Linked DNA regions of Cricetulus griseus: region 1 is linked to region 2. A link is a contact called in public Micro-C data. All regions are on one chromosome and are shown on one strand. Each heading gives the region's core, a stretch centred on a gene start, on an enhancer-like site or on the middle of the called end of the contact. The rest is flanking DNA. Distances are from core to core; before and after follow the strand shown. Region 1 holds the start of LOC113834001 (transcription factor AP-1). Region 2 overlaps Fggy (FGGY carbohydrate kinase domain-containing protein).

Region 1 (4,576 bases), core at 1,578-4,077, 780 kb before region 2:
TCAATAGTTTATTGTATTTTCTTAAATATCCTTTCTGGAAATTTTCAGAAACAAAACATAAAAAAATTATATACTTTATTACAAATGGTAAACTCAGAATGCTTCAAATCTCTTATTTACAAACAACACTGGGCAGGACACCCAAACAAACAAACATGGAATAACTTACAAAGGCAGGAAGCTGTTTATTGACAGTAATCAGCTTTCATCAAATTAAAAAAAATATATATGTACATACACAGTTGAGGAAGGCAGGCCAGGGGAGTTCATCTGCAGTCTAGCCTGGCACTCACGAGCCTCCCTCCCCTCCCTAGCCCTCCCTGCTTTGTGTTCTTAAGGAGCACTACAGAAGCAATCTACAGTCTCTATTGCAGTTTGTAACCCCTCCCCGCCCCCCTTTAATACTGAATGAGATCGAATGTTAGGTCCATGCAGTTCTTGGTCAATGTTAACGAAAAGTCCATCGTTCTGGTCTCGCGGGCACAGCCCGATCGCAAAGCCTAGCAGCCAACAGGCCGCCGCTCTCTGGCTCCATGCCAAGGCAAGGCGCGCCACGTCCTTCCCACTCCAGCACACTGGGGGCGCCGTCAGGACGCAACCCAGTCCATCTCGTGTACCCTTGGCTTCGGTACTCGGGCACTTTTTTTTTTCTTTCGCAACCAGTCAAGTTCTCAAGTCTGTCTTTGTTATATTTTTTTTCTTCCATTGCCCCTCAGCCCTGACACTCTGTCCTCAAAACGTTTGCAACTGCTGCGTTAGCATGAGTTGGCACCCACTGTTAACGTGGTTCATGACTTTCTGTTTAAGCTGTGCCACCTGTTCCCTGAGCATGTTGGCCGTGGACGCCAGCTCCGAGTTTTGCGCTTTCAAGGTTTTCACTTTTTCCTCTAGCCGGGCGATCCTCTCCAGCTTCCTTTTCCGGCACTTGGAGGCGGCGATGCGGTTCCTCATGCGCTTCCTCTCCGCCTTGATCCGCTCCTGAGACTCCATGTCGATGGGGGACAGGGGCGGGGTCTCTCCCGGCATCTCGGGCACGGTCTGGGGCTCTTCCTTCAGGGCCTGCAGCCGCGGGTGCTGCACCGGGATCTGTTGGGGCAAGTGGTGCGGCGGCTGAGGCGGCTGCTGCTGCTGCTGGGGCTGCGACGGAAAGGCCAGCCCGGCCGCGCCGTAGGAGGGCGCCCCGCCGCCGCTGCTCAGCGCACCCGGGTTGAAGTTGCTGAGGTTGGCGTAGACCGGAGGCTCGCTGTGTAGGCTGGCGCTGTAGCCGCCGCCGCCGCTGGCGCCGGCTACCGAAGCCACCGCGGGAGCCACCATGCCCGCACCGCTGACCGGCTGTGCCGCCGACGTGACGCTGGGCAGCGTGTTCTGGCTATGCAGTTCGGCCAGGGCGCGCACGAAGCCCTCGGCGAAACCCTCCTGCTCGTCGGTCACGTTCTTGGGGCACAAGAACTGGGTGGGGGTCGGCGTGGTGGTGATGTGCCCATTGCTGGACTGGATGATCAGGCGCTCCAGCTCGGGCGACGCCAGCTTGAGCAACCCAACGTCGGGCGACGTGAGGAGGTCCGAGTTCTTGGCGCGGAGATGCGGCTTCAGGTTGCCCACCGGGTCGGCCAGGTTCAAGGTCATGCTCTGTTTCAGGATCTTGGGGTTACTGTAGCCGTAGGCGCCGCTCTCGGACTGGAGGAACGAGGCGTTGAGGGCATCGTCGTAGAAGGTCGTTTCCATCTTTGCAGTCATAGAACGGTCGGTCAGTTCACGCGGGGTTCGTCTGGGCTGCGCGCTGAAGTTTCGGGGCCGCAACAGCGCGCTGGGAAGCGGGGGACACCCGCGCGTCCCTGCGTCTGTGACAAGTAAAGTTTGTCTAAGAGCGCGCGCTCCGGTCGGCAGTGCTCCCCCCCTGCGCCCTCCTCCCCAGCTCGCTCCAGGGAGCGCAGGGTTAAGGTACCGCCTTCACTCACGTTGGTCGGCTCCCGCGCGCTGCCGGGCTTTGAAAAGTCGCGGTCACTCGCGGAGCGCTCTCGGGTAGTAGCAGTTCCTCGGAGACCGCAGACCAGCTCCAGCGACAGCAGCTCTCCGGCGGCGCTGACCAGTCGTCACGGAACTGTCGGTGGAAGCCCGCGATCGGGCTCCGCCGCCCGGACTCCGACAACTGTCCCCTCCTCCGCTGTGAGGGGGAGGGGGACGCTCGGCGGCCGCGGCTAGCGCTCGCCCAACTTCAGCCGCCTGTGCGAGCGGGGCTGAGTGTGGGTTCTTCCTCTTCTCCCCTTTCTTTACGGTCTCGGGGGCAGCCTAAGGCGCTGAAAAGGTTTGCAAAAGTTCGCTCCGGGCCACTTGTTCCCGGTCTTCTGGGTCAGGAAAGTTGGTGGTCGGCGTAGCCGCTCGCCTATTTCCTCGCTCGGGCAGGCACCGCTCTCGATGCTGTCAGCAGCGCAGGGACTTGCGAGCTGCTTCTCCGGGGAAGGCGGGAGAAGGGACTCTCCAAGTGCTCCCCAAAACACCGGTGCTGGAGCCGCGGGCGCTGGGTCCAGGTAGTCGGTGAGAAAATGAAGACAAACAGATGAGCAGCCCGGAGTCCGCGGCCGTCCAGATTGGCCGAGAACGTCCGTCCTTCCTTCCGTCCGTCCCGCTCTCTCTCTCTGCCTCTCTGTCTGAGCGCGTTCCTGCCAGGACGTCTCTGCCACACTCAGTGCAACTCTGAGTCCTTCTTATCCAGCCTGAGCTCAACACTTATCTGCTACCAGTCAACCCCTAAAAATAGCCCATGATGTCACCCCAAGGCCTTCCCATTGGCCTGCGTCGCTCTCAGGGGGGCGGGCCCGCCTGTCGCCATGGAGACCTCACCCCAGAAGATTCTTCTCTGGGCCCGCGAAGGCTCACGGGATGAGGTAATGCTCCGCTGCGCTCCTACAGTTGGGCCCTTCTTTCTCCTCCTCCCTCCCCCTCCCGCGCGGCGCTCAGGCTTGTGTTCCCGGGTTCCCTCCCCGGCGCGTCTTTCCCGGCCCGCCCGGTGCATTGTGGGCTGACGTCTTGGTTTGGCTGTCTAGTGACGGAGGCTGCCGGGTCGGCTGGACCCTTGCGGCGTCTGTCGGAGGCGGGCTCAAGTTCAGGGTTGGGGACGGGGATCGAGACACCGGCATCCAGAAAGCTGGGGAGGCTCGCTAGTGGCCCCGGGCGGAAGGCCTGGGTGGGGAGTGGAGGTGGCGCGCGCGCACGCACGCACACACAAGCACACACACACACGCACACACACGCACACACGTGAAGGGGCTGAGCGACCTGAGCTCCAGCAGGCTCTGCACCCCCACACTTCCGGGAGGCAGCGGCGCGGGTGAAGATGGTTGTGTGCGCCCCGGGTGCGGGAGCGAGAAAGTGTGTTGAAGTTGAACGGGCTTGAGTGTCCCTCCCACGTTGAGCACGCGTGGAAGTTTATCTCTTGGTTAAGTTCCAGAGGAGGATCTGTGCCGCTGTGTGCTCTACCTGGAAGCTAGAGATTTGCGGTACTAAGAACCGACTCGTCAGGGTCCTCGGCACAACACTTCACCCTCTGGAGACATGCGGGGAGGGGCTCGCTTTGCCTCAGAGGGACGCGCTTTCTAGACGTGAAATAAAGGGGCGACCCCAGCATCCATGGGGGTCAAAATCAACATTTAAGGGTTCAAAACTCAGGAAACCCCAGCGATCGCCTTTGCCCGGGCGCGTCTCGCGCATACGCAACCCGCGCCCGCCCTACCCCCCACCCCCCAGCTCCTGATTTGCTTCTGGGAAAACAAGTCTTGAGAGCCGCCGCCGACTCGCCCGAAAGTCACGCTGCCTAAGCGGGAGTCCCTGGTAGAAGCAGGCTAAAGTCTCCCCTCCCCGCCCGCTGGTGGATTCATATCCTGTGTGGCCTCTAGGAAGCGCTAGACACATGTAAGTGGTTTTTGTCCTAGGGTTCTGCTATCCGACCTCCATTCTCCACCACTTAGGACTAAAGAGGTGGCAAGCTCGGTTCTCTCATGGCCTAACTGCAATCTCGGAACTTCTCTGAGCTTTATTGGCCTCATCTGCAAGTAGAGCGGATGAGGTCCACCGTACCGGGCTGCCAGGCGTTAGTATTACCTTCCTTGATGCCGGTACTAGAAGCTGGTCAACTCACTGTCCCCTTCCCTGCCGGCCTCGGCATTCCCCCTGGGCCTTCCCGCCGTACCAGGCTACAGGGCTGTGATTTGGCAGGAACTGGTGAGCAAGGTAGCAAAGGGCTGTTAGCCAGCTCTTCCCCAAGCCTCCTTACAGCCCAGGACTTGAGGTTTGGAGTTGGACCTTAAGTCCGGAGGTTCTAATTCGGATTTTGCTGCCTCAGAACTCAGCCCAGGGTTTGTATCCTGGAGCCCTAAGATATTTTGCCTTGAGAATTCAGAACCCAATAGCAGCTGGTATCGGTGGGAAACTGGCCAGCTCTTTTTCACTCCGTGTGCTCACTTTGCTTTCACTCAGGCTGCAGAGGGTAACTAACTGGTTGCTGCCAGCCAAGCACTGACCTTTGTGGGGGCAGGGTAGGGCAAGGTTTCTGTGAAGTCCAGATCCATTTACTTCTCCC
Region 2 (4,203 bases), core at 1,164-3,663:
ACCAGCTCTCCACTTTCATTATGATTCTCAGAGAAGTCCCATCTTTAGTGTCTGCCAATCACCGGGTGACTCTGGTTGTGATCTGGACCAAGAGGTCCTCCTCCATTTCCTCATCTTTACACTGTAAGGACCAGGTACAGGGTTTGGGTTTTCAAACATGTCAAGCAATGGAACCTCATATATATATATATATATATATATATATATATATATATATATATCAGAGAGAATGTATGGGACATCTCCCACTCACCCATCACTCCTTTTCTTCTATAGTGCAGACAGCCCTGGAGGGTCCCTGATGACTATGTGGGCTGAGCTATATTTCTTTAAAGGAAATAATGAGTGATGGTACCTAAATATACAATCATAAAATAATTCCAGCATAGCCTAGCAATTAAGAAAGGTACACTGGAGAATTATCACTGTGGGTCTGTGTGCCTTCAGAGCTGGCAAACTGTCTCTCAGATAGGGAGGTGCATCAGTTTATCCTGATAGTATCTGGCGACTTGTGACAGACACTCTGACAGCCTTCACCAGTAGAATTCTTCCCAGGATGCTCTTGGAGGCTGGCCTTTATCTGGGACTCTGACCTTGGGCTTCACCAGCAGAGGAGACAGTCTTCTGGGAAGAGCCAGGGAACTAGTCCTCCCTTCCATACCCCTGCCCCAACCTTTGCTGTTTGTTAAGAGGGAGGTTGTTTAAACTCTATTTGTGCATTAACAGTGTCAGTTCAATTCCTTCTTTGCACTTAAAGCTTTGAGATAATCACACCCCCACCCAGTGCTGGAATATCCTTTAAGGTTTAATCCTGTCCTTGTCATTAGATTGATGGAGTCAGTGGTAGATGCTCCATTTCCTTCATTTTTGTCCTTGATAAAGACCCTTTGTGTAAAATCTCCAAGAGTAAGGATTTTGCTTAAGCCATTTCCCTATCTCCAGTGTCTAACACAGCCAGACACAGAGATACTGTTTGAGAAATCTTTTTCATTCATTAAGCAAGCACCCCCTAGGTATTTGGATAAGCAAAATCCTTGTGACATCTACAACTGAGTGAACAAGATGATGAAACAATGAGTGTAAATATATATTGTAGCTTGGGTCAAGAGTTATAGAGGAAAAGAACAGGTTTAATGGAAGAACCAATTAGAATGATTGATAGCTGGATGAATATAAATGACTTTGAGTCCTGACTCTGTCTCATCCCATCTCTGAAAATGATACTCATCACTATTATGTTCATTGTCACAACTGTTACTCCTGTTTCTTATGTATACATCACATTCTAAATTTTACGTGAGTGCCTTCACACTGATTATATAAATTTCAAAACCTAGCCCTGCCTGTTAGGCCTCCTTATTCCAAATGAAACAAACAAGGTTCAGGGAACATACTTAAGTTGTTCACAACGAGAGAACTGGTAGGTGTCAGAGATGATTCTTGAACCAAAGCTGGTCAGGCAGCCTTCTCTTCTGAGAAAAGGGAGCATCTCCTGAACATCCAAGCTGGATCCGAGTGTGAGAAGCCCTGAATCATAACATGTGGTAAGCACCTCATTCCGTTAGGTTAAAGGGCAAAACAAAAACAACCAAAACCAAGTTGCTGGAGAGTATGTAGGAAAAGAAGGAAAATATTTTTGCACTGGCCATCTGGTGGTAGCCTTCCAGCAGTAATAAGCCATCACCATGGCAATAGGAGATAATTAATGTTGGATGTTGAATCACTTTAAAAAGCTACATCAACAGAATACCAAGCTGATGCTGTAAACCTCTCTGCCACAGCTGGTCTGATCATGCTAGAGGCATGTTAGAGAGACCCATCTTAGAGGGTGGGACAGACTTGAGCTTGGCATCGACTTAGGCTTAGCCCTAACTGTACCCTATGAGCTATGTTGCCTTGAGCAAGTCAACTGATAAACGTGAGACGTAGTCATTAAGTCAGTATTACTGTAAAAGCTTTGTGGAAGTCCATTCAAAACTCTGTGAAATAGAGAAGTGATGTTTTGTTAGCATTGTCAGGAGGTTTAATATAATGAGGGATAAGGATGTGCTTAATAAACTGTACTGCTGGTGTTGTTAACATTATCCAGCCAGGTTTGGAAGAACTCACACTGGAGCCAGGTATACCAGACTGCTCTCTGTGCTTCAGCTTAGTAAAAAGGCCAGAGCCTTTCCCAGCAATGTTTCCTATTACAAATCTGCAAAATGCTCTGCCTGTTTTACACAGTTTGGGCCTTATTCATTCTCTCTGCACTTCAGTTTGCCCCGTGGAAAATGGCGATGACACCAACACACTCTCAGTAGGGTGGGAGGTGAGGCTTAAATAAATGAGTCCAGGAAGAGCACTGAAAGGCTGGCTGCTCTGGCAGACTGCCACCAGTGTTAACAGCAGTGATGGCCAAAGGGGAAGAAGGAGGAAGAGCACTTGAAATGACATGTGTATGTCAAAACTCAGCAGCTCTGGAGGGACTGATGGGGTATTCACAGTCACCAGATGTTTCAGCCCTTTTAGAATGCTCAGATCATTCACATGCCCTTTTACTGTGGGAGGTGTCATGTCTTCAATGTCTTTTGGTTTTGGGGGGGGCATTTGTGGGCCTACCCTTATCTCTATGCTGTTTTTGGTGGGAAAAGAGAACTAGAGCAAAGAATTGATAGAAACAGGAGGAAATTTTACTAAAAAACAAATAACAAACAAAATCCAAGTTCTTCACAGGTTGTGTTTTCCCAGTGTGCACTGATAAACATGAAAAGATAGCGCTTGGAAATCCCATATGGGAAATCCTCAAGTTAACTAGATGTCTTCATAGCAAGATTCCATCGAGGCTTTAATATATAAATATTCTTTTGAGTCTCCTGAATTGGGCAGGTATGCAGGTAGAATGGTCCCCTCCCCCTGGTTTCTTTTTTCAAGACAGGTTTTCTTTGTAGTTTTGGAGGCTGTCTTGGAACTCGCTCAGTAAAATAGGCTACCCTGGAACTCCCAGAGATCTACCTGTCTCTGCCTCCCAAGTGCTGAGATTAAAGACATTCACCACCATTGCCCAGTCCCCCAATTTTTTAACCAAGGAATTGGCATTTTGCTAATGTTTCCTAAGGACAAAAGTGATAGATTAAAGTCTCTTTATTCAAGAAAACACCAGGGCAAAACGCAGGCCGGAGCGAGGTTACAGGAACCCAGCAAGCGCGACCAGAACAAAAAGGGCTCGGGTCTCCACAAGCCATCTTTAAGAAGCCTCCCTTATGTCACCTTGGCTTTCCTACACCACGCCCTTATAGGCGAGTCCCGGGTCCACCTGGTACCTGTCCCAGGGCGGGGCTAGGGTGTCTCCCTACACCAAAGAATGGTAGATGCTGTGTAAACCAGTGGTAAGGTTCTCAAGCATGATAATCAGTACCATAAAAGGAACCTGAAGATTCCTACCAATCCTCCCAACTTATGTGTCTACTTAAATAAAAGAACAACAGTAACTAGGTGCTGGATGGTAGAGAAACAATAACAGGCAAGGCTGAGACAGTCCCTACCCTGGATCCAGCTTGGGTCAGGTACTAAATTCCTTGTACTGGTATTGAGCAACAGAAATGCAGTAAAATAGGAAAAAGTGACATCAGCCAGAATGTATAAAGCATAGCTGGCTCTCAGGGCACTTTCCAGCACTATCATCTGATTCTTTGCTAGTCATTTCTTTCCTGAAAAATACAAATAGCTGGAATCACACCTGAGTTTTTATGAGTATCTTTGCTCAAAATGAGAACATGTTTTAAGGGAAAAGGTACTTTTAGTCAGAATTTTGAAAGATAGCCCTATCCCCATGAATTCAGGTAACACCTAGGTATGGAAACGATTGTGAAAATGGTATGTAAATTACCAAAGTTTTGTGAAATAATAAGATAATATGTGTGAAAATACCTCCTTGCATAGAAGGCCCCAGTAAACGCTTCCTTCCTTCCAGATTCACATGGCAAGCAGGTGGCAGAACCTGGCCTAAACATCATGGCCTCCAACACCCACCCCAATGCTCCTTCAAGGGTCCCCCACTTGAGAGCCTCCTGTCTGCTTACCTCACGACATCCTCCAAGTGCACCTAGTGGAGGTACTTAGAAGTGACCAAGGCTGAAAAAAATGAAGAAAAAAATCCGAAGAGTGCCAATAATGAGCAGTGTATTCATGAGAGAGGCCTGGGATTAGCATTTGGAAAATAGT

What was found. A called contact is a pair of places that touch in the nucleus more often than the background predicts.
Region 1: a contact with region 2 is called in a Micro-C map of the CHO-K1 cell line, with 2.6 times the contacts expected there. The contact joins the promoter of LOC113834001 here to the enhancer-like site in region 2. A contact is called at or near these places in 3 of 8 Hi-C or Micro-C datasets (the CHO-K1 cell line, fibroblasts and liver).

What each region holds. Positions count from the first base shown.
Region 1 is chr2:53,810,667-53,815,242 of CriGri-PICRH-1.0, reverse strand. LOC113834001 (transcription factor AP-1) reads right to left here and starts at 2,827. Exons shown (of 2, transcript XM_027400431.2): 1 at 1,959-2,827; 2 at 1-1,841. The coding sequence starts at 1,737. The coding sequence ends at 733. LOC103159410 (a long non-coding RNA gene) reads left to right here and starts at 3,018. Exons shown (of 2, transcript XR_003482237.2): 1 at 3,018-3,909.
Region 2 is chr2:53,029,466-53,033,668 of CriGri-PICRH-1.0, reverse strand. The region is part of intron 14 of Fggy (FGGY carbohydrate kinase domain-containing protein); the gene reads left to right. Among named protein-coding and RNA genes, the nearest start is that of Hook1, 96 kb to the right of the region's middle. Within about 2 kb of position 2,413, at least 1 of the 6 cell types and tissues checked has open chromatin away from gene starts, as enhancers often do.